Linked DNA regions of Bombyx mori: region 2 is linked to region 1. A link is a contact called in public Hi-C data. All regions are on one chromosome and are shown on one strand. The core of a region is the stretch at or near the end of the contact, and the rest is flanking DNA. Distances in the headings are between cores, read along the strand shown. Region 1 overlaps LOC101744565 (mucin-5AC). Region 2 overlaps LOC101744565 (mucin-5AC).

Region 1 (5,649 bases), core at 2,161-4,660:
GTGTGATATTATGTGTATCAGAGGGTACTTTGTAGTGTGGGCACTTAAAAACCTCCGTGAGTACTTGTGCGCATTGTGGAAGTAGTTGAGTCCGTACCTGAGTGGCTGTGAGGGCGCAGCACCGGCCGGAAGCGGCACGGCGGAGGGCTCCGGGATCAATACCGCACCCGCGCCTTCCTCCATCGCCGGTTCCTTCACGTCTGCACAACGAGCTCCTAGACATACAGACAAATTTCATACTCAAAATTGGTTTACTTTTTTTTACTACCTATGCTGATAGCCTTAGAGGCTATTTCAGCTTCACCTTTACGTGTAGGTGGGCTCACGTGGCTCAAACCGGAGTGGTGCTAACACTGGCCCTAACAAGAGCAGTGCTTCGCAGAATTTAATACCTTATCGGAAACGCGACCCACTGAGAAGATCCGGCGAGAAACTCAGTGTGCTGTATCTATAGGTTAATTTGCTCGTCGAGCCCTTCGTCGCAAGCGATGGGTTCGAGCAACTCATTCCCACTTTGTGCAATCTTCTAGATAATCATTGGCTTTATAGAAAGCATGTCTCTAGCTGTAGTTAGGTAAGTGAGGAATAGTGGTGGGAGGTGGGTGTGGTGGTTACCCTGGGAGCGCTGCAACCGCGTGGTGACGCCGGCGGGCAGGTCGGGCTCCGGGGCGGCGCGCTGCGGGTTCCGCGTCGAGCGACGCTGCCGGGGCTTGCGCAGCAGCTGCTTGTAGTTCTCAGACTTCTTCGATAAATAGTAGAATCTGTACACGACACTTATGCGCTTAGTGCGAGTGTTTTAACGTTCTCGATAGCGTAAAAGTTAACTCGAATTTGTATCCAGTTGGAACGTTTGCCTGCGTTTGCCGTTAGGGGCGCTACCGCATACAAATTTAAATGTCTTTAGAACACAACTTTATACGGAAACCAGGGGCTTAATGGGCTAGCTGACGACACCCTCGTGTCAGCTGATCCACCTTCAAAGGTATATCCAACTTGAAGCATAATATTGATGACTTAAATGCATTAATCAAACTAGAAGGATTGATTTGTTCGCAACAGATATAAACAAGCTGCTGGTTACAGATTGAAGCGATCACTACAAAAAAAAATATATATATATACACATAAACTTATGTTACTGGTAAGGAGTATTTTAAGTCTGCAAAGGAATTGTCTGGAATGAATTGTCCACCATCCTGTTTATTCCTGCCACGAAGCAGTTATGAGTTTTGGTTTGGAAGGTACGCATGATCTTTATAGAATAGAATTGAGACTTCAAATCAGACGTTCATATTGTGATCTCTATGGGTTCCATTAAACAATCACAGCGCGTGATGTCATATGTGGCTAAGGGTTATATACAATTAGGGTACGATCAACGATTAGCTTATCACATGTGTTAGCCCCAAATGAGGTCACCCGTAATGCAAATGCGTAATGTTTTTTACTGGTGGTAGGACCTCTTGTGATTCCACGCTGGTAGGTACCACCGCCCCGCCTATTTCTGCCGTGAAGCAGTAACGCGTTTCGGTTTGAAGGGTGGGACAGCCGTTGTAACTGTACTGAGATTTTAGAACTTATATCTCAAGGTGGGTGGCGCATTTACGTTCTAGATGTCCATAGGCTCCAGTAACCACTTAACACCAGGTGGGCTGTGAGCTCTTACACCCATCTTAGCTAAAAAAAAAAACACTATACGAGCCCTGATCTCAGACCAAACTCAATGCCAATGACAGTGCGTGATGTCATATGAGGCTAAGGGTTATATACAATTAGTGCACGATCTACGATTAGCTCATTATTATTAGCCCCAAATGACGTCACACGTAATGCGTTGCGTGCAGACGAGCTTCGCAAAGATTGTATGTACATTTTCCCGGTTCTCTATTTAGAATAGCCAACGCACTAACCTTACGCAGTCTCTGACATTCTTCCTGGGTAAGAACGAGGCTATCGTTCCGAAGTTCTTGGGGTGCTGAAGGTACTTCTCCCTGAAGAGCTCCCTCTCGTTCTGCGACCAGATGTTGCGGAGCTGTAGCTCCTTGTGCTCCGACTTCATGTCGAGACACCTTCCCGGGATCAAGGCTAAATTCGGGTTATTGGACATGTTCAATCATCGGCATGGCTTTATGGTATAACACTTGTTTTTGGGCACATTCATTCAAGCATCTTTGATGATGATCGGAATATTCTTATGTTTTCAAACAATTAAACTTTTATGAAAACAACGCTTGAGACATGAGGCATGAGGTCGAGATTTGAATTGTATTACGTATCATCTGTCCTGTGCCCTTCCGAACGGAATGTATGACTGTTTCGCGACAGAAATAGGCGGTATGGTGGTACCTATCCGTGCGAGGTAACTTCATGATTTTACCGCACCAAATCCTAACAGGTAATTTATTACTGGTGGTAGGACCACTTGTGAGTCCGCACGGGTAGGTGCCACCACCCTGCCTATTTCGGCCGTGAAGCAGTAATGCGTTTCGGATTTAAAGGCCGGGCAGCTGTTGTAACTAGACTGAGATCTTAGAACTCATATCTCAAGTTGGGTGGCGGTATTTACGATGTAGATGTCTATGGGCTCCGGTAACCACTTAACACCAGGTGGGCTGTGAGTTCGTCCACCCATCTATGCAATAAATAAATAAATACCTATTGGCTGGTAACTTAAGGAACTGTATCAACTTCTCGCAGACGAGTGGGTGAGCTCACGGGCTCAACCTGAGTGAATTTGCTAACACTAGCCGTAGCGAGAGCAGTTCTTCGCAGAATCTACCACCGGATCGGACACGCGACCCACTGAGAAGATCCGGTGGCGATGGGTTAGTTAGTTAGTCGAATGGCGAAGTGACGGCGACCAGTGCTTGAGGTTCCTATGTGCACCGAGAGTGAATCCGGGGGATGACAAGACATGTTTCGGGCGACCGCGGCTTTGCGCTGCCCCACCCGTCAAGCCGAAACGCATTACTGCTTCACGGCAGAAATAGGCGGGTGTTGGTACCTACTCGCGCGGTTTATAATGTTGCGGGTTTGATTTTTATTACACGATGACGTTATTCCTTCAGCGTGGAAATCAATCGTGAACGTTAAGTACGTATTTCACTAGAAAAATTGGTACCCGCCTGCGGGATTCGAACACCGGTGCATCGCTACATACGAATGCACCGGACGTCTTATCCTTTAGGCCACGACGACTTGAATACCGGATTCATCCCTATACTTTTATTTTATTGCCCGAGCAGGCAGACGGGCATACGACCCACCTGATGGTAAGTGGTTACCGTCGCTCATGGACGTCAGCAATGCCCAGGGGCAGAGCCAAGCCGCTGCCTACCTATACTTAAAGCGTAGGTAAAGTCTGGAGAGTCGACACTAACTGTTGGTGTCCAGGTAGATCGGCGTGGTGTCGAGCGGGTCCCGGCGGAGCGGCGGCACCACGGTGAGCGCCCTCATCTTCTTGTCCTCATGCTCCTGCTCGTGCAAGCCATCCGCCAACTCCTCCAGCTCCGCCTCGGACTTCACCCTGGCTCCGAGCCGGTGGAACCTCTCGCGTTCCTCGCGCTGCTTCCTCAGCTCGGGAAACACCTGGATCGTTATAAAAACGTTTGGTATACTGCATTTTTTTTTTATTGCCCTTGCAGGCAAACGAGCGTACGGCCCACCTGATGGTGATTGGTTACCATCACCCATGGACCTCAGCAATGCCAGAGGCAGAGCCAGGCCGTTGCCTACCGCATAATACTCTCCACAAGCCTCTTTTAAAGAAGGACATGTCATAGAGCTCGGGAAACACCGTAGAGGGGAGCTCATTCCATAGCCGGATGATATGTGGTAAAAAATGTTGTAAATATATCAAAATACAGATGCTACTGGTGATATCTCCTGATACTTAGTTATAATAACTAATCTGTTTCATTTCATTCGATTTATTAAAGCTCGGTCATTCGCTTCCCGTTACAGTTTGAATCACGTTGTTTTATTTTAAAAAAGACCTCTGGAAACGCACTGTCGATGAACGCCGCGATTCCAGACCGCAAACCAACTTTAAAAAATAACTTATTTGAATCTGGATGTCTCTGGTACAAGATCTCGTGGACGAAGCTCCATGCGCTGGACTGATCAAGTGAAAGACCTTACCAAAATCCCCACTTAACGAGCGCGTGCGTCAACCTTCAGTTCGCGAGCTATGGAGAACATCTGTCAAGGCACACGCAAGCCTGCCCGATTTTTAAAAAGTTAATTTCGCTGTCACTTTACAAATTACTCACAGCTTTTACAAAATGTAATAAAAGATATTTCATTGTATAGTGACGGTTATCTGGATACTCTTTGGTTCCTTCTATATGGTGATGGGGAGTGCGATGGTAATAAGCGTGATTTAACACCATCGGCGGAGCTGCAGCGTATAAATCTTATATCTTTAAACGGGCAATTCTTGTATATACATCTATACTAATATATAAATCTACAGTGGTTTTTACGGATGTTCTGTTATAACTACTGAACCATGCATCCGACTGACTTGAAACTTGGTATCCATGTAGAAAATACATGTACTCAATGGATAGGCTAATATTTATATGAGTATTGGACTCCCTACACCAGTTGCGGGGGCGTTAATGATGAGAATCTTTGTGAGGGTGAGAAATAATAATGTTAATTTTAAATGCCCAACGAAGCGGACGGGTACAGCTAGTAATTTCTAAAAAACACAATTTATCAAAAAAAAAGAAAAAGAAATCCCAAGCAAAGCTCGGTCATCCTCTAGTAATAGTTACCTTCTCGAAGAATTCCCTGTTCTTCGCGTCTTTCGCTTTCCTCTTTTGACTCTGCTCGATTCTTTCGACCCTTCGCGCCCACTCAGCCGCTCGCTTCGTGTACTCATCTGCTAATACATCTTCTCTCTGCAAAATGAAAGTTTGTATTGGCCTAAGTCTCATGCTGCGATCGCTAGTGGTTCCGAAGTTCTGGACACCTTTGTCTTTTCCTACCTATGCTGAGAGCCTTGAGAGGCTATTTCAGCTTCTCCTTGACGTGTAGGTGAGCTCTCGGGGCTCAAGCCGGAGTGTTGCTAACACAGTGCTTCAAGAGCAGTGCTTCGCAGAATCTACCACCGGATCGGAAACGCGACACATTGAGTTTACTAGTGGTAGGACCTCTTGTGAGTCCGCGCGGGTAGGTAGCACCACCCTGCCTATTTCTGCCGTGAAGCAGTTTCGATTCGAAGGGTGGGGCAGCCGTTGTAACTATACTTGAAACCTTAGAACTTATATCTCAAGGTGGGTGGCGCATTTCCGTTGTAGATGTCTGTGAGCTCGTCCACCCATCTACGCAATAAAAAATAAATAATGAGAATATCCGACGAAAAACTCAGTGGGCTGTGTCCAAGGGCTTACGGACACCACAACGTGACCCTGGCTCTGGAATTAAAACGAGGTTGCTGTCCCTTTACCGGGACGAAGAATTACCAGAATCACTATATCAGTGGTGGCTGAACATGCGGGACCACAGCTATGATTGGTTCCAATGAACTTCACTTCACTGATGTAGGTTATGTTTGTTTATGCCAGGACAATTTTATAGTATAAGCACAGTAAGGATAGACGCTGTAGGGACACAGCTACTACCCATTTCTAACCATACATC
Region 2 (5,649 bases), core at 2,236-4,735, 35 kb before region 1:
TCGTGCTTCGTTCGTCGTCGTTCATCCATCTGTCATTCTGTCATCTCACACGTCATCCCCTTCCATTCTTGATACACCGCTGCGTTCACAAACATCAACTTGCATCCATCATATCATGCGTTCAATAAAACATCATTCCCACATATATTAAATTTGAATTTGAATTTGAATTTGAAATAAACTAAAACAATTTGAACTGACCTGATATTGAGGCATCGTGTGGTATTTCTGAGACATTCCCAGTTCTCGTAATCTGAAATGCGAATGACTATTTGTTACATCAAGGTCAATGTTGGAAAATGCACAAAATTGAACTTTGACTTTTTTGTAATTGTAAATATGGTGAAGAGATCATGCTTATTAAGTGGCCCATAGAGATTAACCGTGAATCTCACCGGACCTCTTAAGGTATGACGTAGAAAGCCGACTCTAAGCAGACGGTGCCTTCATAGTAGATTTAGGTAGAATAGGCGATCCCGGGGCACCCAGTAACGTTACTCTAGATCAGGGGTTCCCAAACTTATTTTGTCTACCGCCCACTTTGAGAATCATCATCATGGTTCCAAGCCGGTTCTTTGAGAATAAATCATTTTTAGCGCCCCCATTTTTTCACCTACTTAAATACCACTATAGCGAGAGCTCAGTCGATGTCTAAGTCCTCCTAGATAAAATTAAAAATCGCCTCCCACGCCTCTACACAACCCTTTTTTTCTGGATCTCTTTCTTAAGACCCCCTAGGCCTGCAGCGCCTACAAGGGGGCGTTATCACCCACTTTGAGAAAGGCTGCTCTAGATCAATGCGCAGACTATTCTCGAAGCACGTCTCGTATTAACGCATATTATAACAACACCATATTTTTCAAAAATAATATGAGACCCTATAGATACAGAGGCTTGTAGGTTATTATGTAGTATTGTATACCTGACGTCGTGCGAAGAGTGGTGCTGGGTCTTGGTGTCGGGCTTGGGCTCGCCCCCCGGGACGGGCAGCGCAGTGGCCGCGGACGCTACGTTCACCAGCGACGTGAACGCCTCGTGCCCTGGAGGTACACGATCGCATTACCAACTGTTTCAAGGTCACCCACTCGGATTGATAAACTTAGATGGAGTTTTTTTTAATAGTTTTTTCTACTGATCCTGTTTTATTTACATGTAAATAATGATGCATGATTATAAAAGATTATTCAATCAATAAAACCATACGTGTTTTTTTATTGACAGTTGATACGAAACTGTCAATCAAAAACCATCCAGCCGGTGGGCATTAACGCAAAAGGTGGACACGGATAATGCCAGAACACAATTAAACCAATTATCTAAAATTGAAATTATTCACAATTTGCTTGTGGACCGTTTTCCCCAACCTCAAATCATATCTGAAGTTGGCGCGAGTTTCCGCGCGCAGAGCAGAGTTCACAAGCAGATTAATGATTTAGATCAATTATTTTTTCCTACCTATTTTAATAGTAACTTCGAGAGGTTATTTCTAGGTTCATCAAACTAGTAGGTGAGCTCACGGGGCTCAAGCCGGAGTGTAGCTAACACTGATCCTAGCAAGAGCCGTGCTTCGCAGAATCTACCGCCGGATCGGAAACGCGACCCACTGAGAAGATCCGGCGAGAAACTCAGTGGGCTGTGTCTGTGGGTTAATTTACTCGTCGAGCCCTTCGTCGCAAGCGACGGGTTCGACGAGGACAGTGACTGGTGCTTGAGGTACCTAAAAGCACCGTTAATGGATCGGGAGGTTCCGTAATGACGTGTTTAGGGTGACGTCGACTGTTTACCATTCTGTCCACATGATCGGGTATGTTAAAGATTTAACTGAATGTGAGTCGAGTGACCCTGAGTGGCTGATGGATGATACCTGGCGGCGCGTGGTGAGGGTACAGCCCGTGGCCCGCGGAGTGACGCTGGATGACGGACACGGGCTCCCGCCGCGAGTAGTGCGGGGCGGCGTGTTGGGTAGGATGCTGGGTAGGATGCTGGGCAGGATGCTGGGCAGGATGTTGGTTCGGATGCTGAGCTGGATGCTGAGCCGGATGCTGGGTAGGATGTTGAGCAGGATGTTGCGTTTGGGCGGGATGCTGTGCGGGGTAGTCGCTGTCGGCCCGCTCCCGCCTGGCCCCGGCGTGCATCTGCTGGGAGGTGATGAAGTCCGCCATTATGATCGAGCGCTGCTCCAGCACGTGAGGGTTGCGGCCGTAGCTGCTGCCGGACTGTGGAAACGAAACATTTATTTTAATATATATTTCGGCGCAACATCACTATTTAGTTAACTAAAAATAGTTATAAATAACTGTTTCCTTAACGTTACAATTGTTTAAGACGGTATTCAAGGGATTTCATGACTAAGCTACTCCCAATATTCTACTACGAGTATAAATACGAGTGACTGTTGTCCCACAAAACAACAGAATGGAAAGCAGTCGACGTCGCCCAAAACACGTCATCTCGGATCCTCCCGATCCACTAACGGTGCTCCTAGGTACTTCAAGCACCGGTCACCGTTCTCGTCGAACCCGTCGCTTGCGACGCAGGGCTCGACGAGTAAATTAACTCCCAGACACAGCCCACTGAGTTTCTCGCCGGAACTTCTCAATGGGTCGCGTTTCCGATCCGGTGGTAGATTCTGCGAAACACTGCTCTTGCTAAGGTTCGTATTAGCAACGTCATCAGGTTTGAGCCCCGTGAGCTCACCTACTAGTTAGGGTTACGCTGGAATAGCCTCTCAAGGCTACCAGCTTAGGTAGGAGAAAAAAAAAGAAAAAAAAAACCACAAAACATTCCGACTCGAGCAGTCGAACGGAGCGGAGCTCTCTGTTGATATTGCTGTACACTTGAAATGCAATAAATGGAATTCATTGAGAAAATTAGTCTTAATCACCACCACTACGGAAGACAACGATAATGATGAGGATAATAGCATTAGTGACGCTGACGTCATCATTTTAAAAATACCACGAAACCAGCCAATCCGTCATATATTTTAGGATTACTCAAACATCCCGCCCCCTTTCACGTTTTTTTTTAATGCTGAGATGGATGGACGAGCTCACAGCCTACCTGGTGCTAAGTGCTTACTGGAGCCCTTAGACATATACAACGTAGATGCGCCACGCACCTTGAGATATAAGTTCTAAGGTCTCAGTATAATTACAACAGCTGCCCCACCCTTCAAACCGAAACGCATTACTGCTTCGCGGCAGAAAGAGGCAGGGTGGTGGTACCTACCCGCGCGGACTCACAAAAGGTCCTACCACCAGCAAAGTAAGTTTCCAGCATCTTTGTTGTGACCTCCTAGAGTTCCGGTAACTGCCCAGAATCAGCTGACTCTGTCGTTAATTTAAGGTAATAGACCACCCGTAAGTACCTGCGAGAACGAGGGCGACTGCGGCCGAGGCTGAGCGGCGTAGTAGGCGGCGCCGCCGGGGCTCCGCCTCTTGTAGTACTGGTCGAACTTCTTGTCGTGCAGGTGGTGCGGGTGGACGGGCGTGCCGGCCGTGATGGACCCGGCCTTGGGCTCGTATCTGGTCTCGACCGGCGTGCCCAGGGTGATGGACCCCTTCGGATTTGTCACGTTCTTCAGGGCTCTCACACTGGAGTTCATGATGACCTTCTTAGTGCTGTATTGATTAGGAGATTCTCTTTCGCTTCTGTACTGAGCGTATTCGGAATTTCTGTACGCGTTCTGTTGAATTAAAACATGAAAATTTTATTTGTGTATTCGATTATATCGATAATTACTGATGGCTAGAGTTGTAGACGCAGCCACCGATCTATTATTACGAAGAATATACGGTGATTAATAATAATAGGTAATGTATTTCAAATATAGACGATTAGTAATAATAATAATTTTAAAGTATGTATTTTTTATATTTTTATTATGAGACAATAAAATACAAATCATAGAACTGATAATGGATGAAACAAAATAAACACCAAAAGAAGAAACATACACTTTATGGAACACCATTTCTCTGTAGTATTAATAATCAATGCTTTTCTAGTTTAGTCTTCACACAGAGTCCTACTTACTACTCTATCGACGTTAGACTGACAGGATCACAGATGTATTCTCAAACGTATTCTCAATATACAATTTTTTGAGTCCGCGCGGGTAGGTGCCAGCACCCCGTCTATTTTCTGCCGTGAAACAGTAATGCGTTTCGGTTTGAAGGGTGGGGCAGCCGTTGCAACTATACTGAGACCTTAGAACTTATATCTCAAGATGGGTGTCGCATTTACGTTGTAGATGTCTATGGGCTCCAGTAACCACTTAACACCAGGTGGGCTGTAAGCTCATCCACCCATGTAAAAGCAATAAATATATATATACCGACTCTTGAAAGGCAAACGTGACCAAGCGACAATAACTGCTTTGTACATAAATGATAGGCAATAACCATATTCGATGCGCAAAAAAATATATATATATTTCTAGGTCTATTAAAATAATTTCAATCCTACAGCTAGATTCGTTAAAATATAATTTTTTTCAGGTATTTCAACTTTAGAATAGTCTACTGTAAAGTTCACGCATTGTCGCTTAGTCACGTTTGTCTTTCAAGCGTCGATATACGAGGGCTGCACTAAAAGTATCGGGAATGGAATATTTCCACTGTTCCTGTCATATTAAAATCTTTTTAAGTGAAAACTCCTTGGTTTTAAAAATCGAATACCATTTATTTATTTAAAAAAAGATTCTCGGTCTTGTCACGAGGTTTTGTCAAACTTGTTTAGTCGTTGAGAAAATGGAATTGACCCGAGAAAATTCAAGAGCGATGATTTATTATGACTTTCGAAGTGGTTTAACACAAAAACAGTGTGATGACCGGATGATTTCTGCATTTGGTGATGAAGCCCCATCCAAAACCACAATTTATCGCTGGTTTGCTGAGTTTCAACGTGGACGTGTCAAGCTCAGTGATGATCCCCGTAAGGTCGTCCAAAAACTGCAGTCAACCAAGAAAATGTTGATGCTGTGCGTAAGCTGATTGAGGAAGATCGACATGTGACATACCGCGAAATTCAGGGAACTTTAGACATTGGCATAAGTCAAATACAAATAATCTTGCATGAACAATTAGGTGTAAAAAAGTTGTTTTCCCGATGGATACCGCATTCGCTCTGTGAAGAGCAAAAAGCGGCTCGCGTTACTTGATGCGTCAGAACTCTCGAAAGATTCCACGCAGGATCCTCAAATGCTGTATACAACATTGTATCAGGTGACGAATCCTGGATATACGCGTACGAACCCGAAACAAAAAATCAGTCACGAGTTTGGGTGTTCGAAAATGAGTTAAAGCCAACAAAAATTGTTCGTTCACGGAGTGTTGCAAAAAAAATGGTGGCCACGTTTGTCTCCAAAACCGGCCATGTTACGACTATTCCTCTTGAGGGACAAAGAACGGTTAATGCAGAATGGTATGCTAGCATTTGTTTGCCACAGGTCGGTTCTGAACTCCGTAAAGAGAACTGCAACCGCCGCATCATCCTCCATCACGACAATGCGAGTTCTCACACCGCGCACAGAACAAAAGAGTTTTTAGAGCAAGAAAACCTAGAATTATTAGACCATCCGCCGTACAGCCCCGACCTAAGCCCTAATGATTTCTATACTTTCCCTAAAATAAAGAATAAATTGCG

What was found. Hi-C and Micro-C count contacts between places; a contact is called where the count stands out from the background.
Region 2: a contact with region 1 is called in a Hi-C map of posterior silk gland, with 1.5 times the contacts expected there. The contact joins two enhancer-like sites. A contact is called at or near these places in 4 of 7 Hi-C or Micro-C datasets (middle silk gland, posterior silk gland and whole pupa).

The regions. Positions count from the first base shown.
Region 1 is chr16:1,977,837-1,983,485 of ASM3026992v2, reverse strand. It overlaps LOC101744565 (mucin-5AC), which reads right to left. Exons shown (of 31, transcript XM_038016529.2): 8 at 4,782-4,907; 9 at 3,381-3,588; 10 at 1,911-2,085; 11 at 616-761; 12 at 98-215. Among protein-coding and RNA genes, the nearest start is that of LOC101744272, 62 kb to the left of the region's middle. Within about 2 kb of position 3,410, at least 2 of the 8 cell types and tissues checked have open chromatin away from gene starts, as enhancers often do.
Region 2 is chr16:2,013,352-2,019,000 of ASM3026992v2, reverse strand. It overlaps LOC101744565 (mucin-5AC), which reads right to left. Exons shown (of 31, transcript XM_038016529.2): 21 at 3,371-3,688; 22 at 1,865-2,216; 23 at 923-1,040; 24 at 202-253. Among protein-coding and RNA genes, the nearest start is that of LOC101744272, 27 kb to the left of the region's middle. Within about 2 kb of position 3,485, at least 5 of the 8 cell types and tissues checked have open chromatin away from gene starts, as enhancers often do.